Regions from separate parts of the Mus musculus genome. Here region 2 is linked to region 1. Evidence: chromatin contacts called from public capture Hi-C data. All regions are on one chromosome and are shown on one strand. The core of a region is the stretch at or near the end of the contact, and the rest is flanking DNA. Distances in the headings are between cores, read along the strand shown.

Region 1 (3,163 bases), core at 174-2,673:
ACGCCCCTGGAGACTGAGAGGTGGAGTGGACAAAGGCTCCCACTCCTAACCAAGAAGCTACCTGCAACTGATGTCCGCTTGCAAAGGAAAATTTCCCTTTCTCCAGTGGAGTCTCACTGGGTATCAACTCTACTTAAGGGCAGGCCCGTGCCCCGGAGTAGGTGGCCAATGCAGACAAACCCAACGGCATTCTTCTAGGCTTTTTGCCTCCTAATACTTTGTTTAAGCTTTGTGTGGTGTGTGTGAGTCTGTGTGGCATATTGCCATTTCTGTGGGATTTGGGGGTGGGGATTGTACATTTGTGGTTTTATTTATGTGTTTTGTTAAAAAGGGCACAGAGCTGGGCAGTGGGGAGGATCTGGGAAGCCTTGGGGAGGGGAAAGCATCATCAGAATACACTGCGTGAAAAAAGCTCTCAAAAAATTAATTAATTGCCAGGCAGTGGTGGCACATGCCTTTAATCCCAGCACTTGAGAGGCAGCGGCAGGCGGATTTCGGAGTTCGAGGCCAGCCTGGTCTACAAAGTGAGTTCCAGGACAGCCAGGGCTATACAGAAAAACCCTGTCTCGAAAAAAAAAAACAAAAAACAAAAAACAAACAAACTATATATATATATATAAAAAACTCTTAACCTATGCTTGATCATGAGAATTCAAAGAACCCTTAGGCTGACTTGGTGTTTAAACTTTTTTCCTTAAGTTCATTTAATAAAGCACAAAAGCACATCTTGGTTAAAGATCACCACAATGCTTTCAATAACTTCAATACAAAAGGAAGAGAAGCAAACTTCCTTGAGCTGACATTAAAATCAAATTAGGAGTGCTGCTCATAAGAGTAAACCTGAAGACTGGCCCCTCTGGAGGAGAGGAGGAGATTGGCACACAGGCATGCGCCCAGGCAGCCCCTTCACAGATGCTTGCACTGTCTACTGTTGGCTGGGAAACTCCCAGGAGAAAAGTATCAGAGCCACCAACTACAAGCGGAAGTGGCAGCTCTTTGGTGGGGACAGTTGTCTGCCGCTCCAGCACAGTGCTCACACCGATGGTTATTTTTATTTTTGCAGCCTCCCTAACATAGCCCAGGTTCCGAATGCAACAGATGAGTCTAGTCTTGACTTTAGAAACAAATCGCCAGCTGTCTCCTAAAGGACAACCTCATTTAATGGAAGGCAAATGCTAGCACAGAACAAAAGTAAATAAAGATGGCTACATATGCTCCAGTTTTCAGACTGAAAGTGACAGCGATGAGAGGTGCAGAGGAGGAAAGATTAAACATGAAGAACAGCTGCCACCAATAGCAGACGCTCTGACTAGTCAACCCGTCTAATAACATGGTGTCGCAAGAATGCCAATTAAAAGAGCCAGTGTGGAGATTCAGGCTCAGAGATCTTAGAGCTAAAGAAGCCGGAGGAGTTCGGCCAAAGCAGCTCCTGCCACAGAAGGCTGTGCTGAATGCCAATGGGCTGTGAGCAAAGTGCTCTGTAAACTGCCGACGTCTGCAGCCACATTGATGCTGCGGCTACTCCTAAGCTACTTCTACTCTTTTAGTTTAGTCTTTATAGAATGTACCAATTCCATCTGTATTCATTCACTTCCAATAAACAGAATTGTGAATTGGCATTTTTTACTTTTTTATTTCCTCAAGAATCTTCAAACAGAATATGTTGCCAAAATTAAACACCTTGTAGGCACAGCATGTGAATGGAATCTCTAATTTCGATGAGAATGAGACAGGAGCAAAGCCTGCACCCTTTCATGTCTTCCAAACATATCTGTAGAATGTCACTCAGGCCTATTAAAATGCTTACATGTCCTGGAGTCCCTCTCCCTCCACAGAAGCAAGCACTCATTAAAGGGCAGAGCAGGGGAGGAGAGAGCCGGCTGGCCTTTGCTGACAGAAGAGGAAGGCCTGGTGATGTGCTTTCAGAGGAGGACTTAAAAGGGGCTTTGAAAGGGTCAAAGGGAGGGCCTGGGGAGAAGCTTCCCCGGCTGACGGCACCACCCACCTTAAAAGGGTTACTTCATCCAGCTCAAGCCAAAATGGACCACCACAAGCTGTTACGGGCCCCTCTAACACAAGAAGAATTTCTATAGTGACCTCAGGGTGCCCTGCCACACTGCATCCCCCCAAACAGACCACCATCACCATGGTAAACATAGCTGAAAAGAACACTTTTACACTTTATTTCCATCTTTCCTATGATTTTGGTATGTGGATGTAATTTAACTTTAAAGTATTTGGGAAAAAACATTTAGTCCAGCTGTGCCAAAAAGAAAAAAAAAGGAAAAGATAATTTCCCCATTTACAGATGCTTCCAGTACTGGTTGAAGATGGATTAATCTACAGTTACTCAGCTGCAGAATATTACTCCTATTCCTCAGACTTTATATATGAACTATTACATCCATTAGATAGCTCTACAGCAGCTCCTCCTACCTACCCTTAAGGTACTCTTTCTTATTCAAGCCTTCCCTTCCTAAGGGGAACAGTCAAGGCCCCTCGCTGCCAGGCACCACCCAGCACCACCCGGAGCCTGCAGCAGGGGAAGAAGCAGGATGCTGAGAAGGAAATTAACAAATTTGTTTAAAGGGCACCACTATGGGATTTGAACTTATTCCTGGACTAGACTTTAAAGTTCAAGACATGTGGACACTAACATGAACAATTTTCTTTCAGAAAGTCTACACATCACAGAGGAACTAGTAATGCCATGTTGCAAACAAGGGCAGAGTTGCTCTTTCCCTGCTAAGCACAGAACTGTGCACCATTAGAAACGTTTCCAGAAACGTTTCCCGAAACGCCTTCTTCACTTTCCTTCACAACGATAGGGGAAGCATGGGAAGACAGTACTTGCGTCCTCTCTGGACCTGCACTACCCTGGGGTGGCAGACATTTCATCTCACTGCTGATTTGGACAGGGAGGGCAAGAGAGGGCTGGAACACCGGCGTCAGACACCAGGCCCCTCACCTCTGGGGTGCAGATGTATGAAAAGCACAGAATAAGTCGGAACGTACAACTTGATGTACCAAAAATTAAAAATGGAAGCAGAGGGTGGATCAGTGTGCACGGTCTCACAATACAGTTTCAAAGATAATTGGTAATGTTCTCTTCCCCCCAAAGAAAGTGAGGGTTAAATATAGTTGCTCAGTACAAGGACGGCTG
Region 2 (3,163 bases), core at 253-2,752, 440 kb before region 1:
ATAAATAGGCAAGGGGTTTTGTGTGATTTATGTTTTGTTCTTGGTTTAAGTTATGCTTTGATTTAAAAAAAAATTTTTTTTAAAGATTTATTTATTATTATATGTAAGTACACTGTAGCTCTCTTCAGGCACACCAAAGAGGGAGTCAGATCTTGTTGTCAGATGGTTGTGAGCCACCATGTGGTTGCTGGGATTTGAACTCTGGACCTTCGGAAGAGCAGTCGGGTGCTCTTACCCACTGAGCCATCTCACCAGCCCCTTAAAAAAATTTTAATGACTTGTTTTGGGTGTTATTTTAGTATTACTGTTGAAAAGTTTGGACCTTCACTGTTTTTCTCGTTCTGCCTTAACCAAAAAAGATTTAGTAAACGTATTTTCAAATAGGCAGGGAGTCACGGTTTTGATTATAACAACTGTGTAACCAGGGCCAGGCAGGCAGTCATCTGTTTGGAGGAAGCAAACAGACTAAACAGCAGGGGACAAGCAGTGTTTGGGCCATTTGCCAAATCCTCCTGTCACATCACTTCTGTCTGAGGTATGAGGGTGGGTTGGCTTGATAACAGGCAGGAAGTTCCATCGGGGCAGGGGCTGTTTGACTTGGTTTTCAGACACTGTTTTTACCAATGTTTGAAACATAATGGGTATGCAAAAATGTATTTATGGAAAAGAACTATTCGCCCGCAGAGAGTATTCCTGAGACAATAAACATGGACACAAACAAACAGTCTGTTGGCTCACTTCTTTGCAGTGGGGTAATTGTAACTCAGCTCTATAGATATAAACACTTTAATCTTTTTCACAGGCCTCTTGGCCATAAAACTGTTCACTAAATTGATAATGGTATTTTTTTCCCTTTTAAAATGTTAGGTTTAAATGTGAGTGGTTAGGTTTGCATCTTCAGAATTCATATTTAATATTAGCTTCTAGTAGTTCATTGTCATGAAAATAAAGTTTCTTTGTGCAGAACAGTTGGAAATCAAGGACATCTGATAGTACTAACCGTGAAATACTTTGTTTTTAATGTTTCTGCATTGCTGAGAACTAAGGCAGACACTTTACTCTTTTCTACTAAGTCATTTAAAGGTAAATGTTTGCCAGGTTTACAAAGTTGATGCAACGGTCAGTAAGTAGCAACTTAAACATTGTGTTACTGAATTTAAAAATTAAGTCAAAAAGAGCCTTTTGTTTTTGAGGCTTAAATTACTATTTTTTTTTTCTGTATTCACACATGCAGACAGTTTCTATTCTGATTTTATCTGATGGCCTTGTTTAGACCTTCCTGGTGCTAAGAAAGAAGGAGAGAGGAGGTGCCTCTGGCAGTGGAGGGCAGGTTAACTAGAAAGGGGTCATAGATGATGTGGTCTGTAGGCAGTTTGGGGTCTGATGGTTGGCACAGAAACTAGTTTGCTGCAACAGTGAAACTTGCAGTGGACCCCTCCCCCCATGTTATCTCTGGCTGCTCTACTTGGCTTAGTGCCCAGAGCTGTCTCTGATGGAAACTTCTGCCTTAACCTTAAGCAGAGAGAGTTCATTGGAGGACTCAGTAACAGAAGTGTTTAGAAGGCAAGCCTCCTGCTAGTGGAACAGAACAGGGAGATTCCAGCTCAGATTTGAGTTCAGTGTGGGTTTCATAGCAAGATTCCTTGTCCTTCCCTTCCCCCACTAAAAAGTTTCTTCCTGGAATTATGTTTGAGTGGTATTGTGAAATTAGATAGGGTGTGTCTGTGTTTGCTCAACTAATTATTCTAATTTGATAGGAGCTTGAGAAGATTCAGATTATCTTGATAGGCTCCCAGTTTTTCATAGATGATTGGTAAGAAAAGATTTAAATCAAAAGATGGCCTTTTTATTTTAGACATTTTTAGAAAGCCAAACGGTAGTGAGGTCATTAATATCAGCCTTTGGGAGCAGGTGCAGGAGAATTGCCCCAATCTTGAAGCCAGCATGGTCTGTGTAGTGAGCTTTAGGCTAATTGAGGTTACATGTAGTGAGACTGTGTCTTGAAATAAACACAACAAAGAATATTTATTAATTTTTTTTGGAATAAAAAAGAAGCTTGAAATTAAATTTTAGTTCCTGTACAGATGTCTGATTTTTGTGGCCATCTCCATTGTCAGAGCATTGTTTTGTGTGCAGACAGAGCTGAGTACTAGGACAGTGCACTTAGTAGTGGACTATCAGTGATTTTTGAAATTTCTGCATCAGAGAAAAAGGTTCATTTTTTTTTTTTTCAGTCATTGTAAATGTTAGTAAGAAATGCCTTTGAGGTCAAGTCAGAATTCACCAAGACTTTTAGGAACTTGTCAGTAAGTGGTACTATGCCACTATGAAATGTTTGGACTTGTGCAAATCTGTGCAATCTGTGCAAAATTGTGCAATCTGGGGTACTTTCAAAGATGCCATCTCTGTTAGTGCATTTACCCACATGGTTTAAGTGTGGAGCAGAGTGAGAATTTGGAAGCAAAGCTGAGCTAAACAGTAGTGTAAGTCATTAATTTTAAAGACACTCAGTAATTCATCTCCTCCATTAAGGCTCCATAGCTTCCCAAAACAGCTCCCCTAGTGGAGATCAATTTGTGTGTGTGTGTGTATACAAGTGTGTGTGCACTCTGCGATGTTCACACAATGATGAAATTGCCTAATGATGCCTTATCAGGATGTCCTTAAGTGACATAGGATTGTGTATCCACATCCTATGTTGTACAACCATCATAATAGCCCTTTTTTTGAGTTGAGCGGGTCACCCATATGAAACATGCATTCTACCTTTGAGCTCTACCCTCAGCCCTCTGGCATCTCCATTTTAACCCTAGCTACTCGTAGTTTCATTTTGTTAACTTTGTATGCAGATTTTGGACTCTTCTTTGTGTCTCTCTGTCTTCCTGATGTACCTCTCGACCCTCTCCATTTCTATCTGATGACATCACTCTGAAGTTTGCCCTTGATGATTCTAGTCAGTGGATTCATTTCTGTTCAGATGGCTGAATTGAGCTTGCCATCAGTCAGATGTTACAAAACACGGAATTGTGAGCTGGGGAGGTGGCTCAGTTGATAAAGTACTTATGTGTTGGCATGAGGATCTGCACAGATGCAGACCTCCCTCCCTCCTTGATGCTCCTTTATGTTCTTGGGGGAGTTTCCTCTATAGTTTACCTCTGTTTTT

The links. Capture Hi-C pulls out chosen DNA fragments and counts their contacts.
Region 2: a capture Hi-C map of embryonic stem cells shows a contact between it and region 1, with 2.4 times the contacts expected there. The contact joins two enhancer-like sites. A contact is called at or near these places in 1 of 15 datasets of contacts at CTCF or cohesin (the NIH/3T3 cell line), 8 of 484 Hi-C or Micro-C datasets (the 3T3-L1 cell line, the F1.1 cell line, the HPC-7 cell line and 5 more), 2 of 115 datasets of contacts at active chromatin or transcription factors (embryonic basal ganglia and embryonic stem cells) and 1 of 9 other capture datasets (embryonic stem cells).

What each region holds. Positions count from the first base shown.
Region 1 is chr17:30,466,713-30,469,875 of GRCm38.p6, forward strand. The region is part of intron 6 of Btbd9 (BTB (POZ) domain containing 9); the gene reads right to left. Among named protein-coding and RNA genes, the nearest start is that of Btbd9, 110 kb to the right of the region's middle. Within about 2 kb of position 1,424, at least 61 of the 459 cell types and tissues checked have an H3K27ac peak or open chromatin away from gene starts, as enhancers often do.
Region 2 is chr17:30,026,314-30,029,476 of GRCm38.p6, forward strand. All of the region lies in intron 1 of Zfand3 (zinc finger, AN1-type domain 3), which reads left to right. Among named protein-coding and RNA genes, the nearest start is that of Zfand3, 23 kb to the left of the region's middle. Within about 2 kb of position 1,503, at least 99 of the 459 cell types and tissues checked have an H3K27ac peak or open chromatin away from gene starts, as enhancers often do.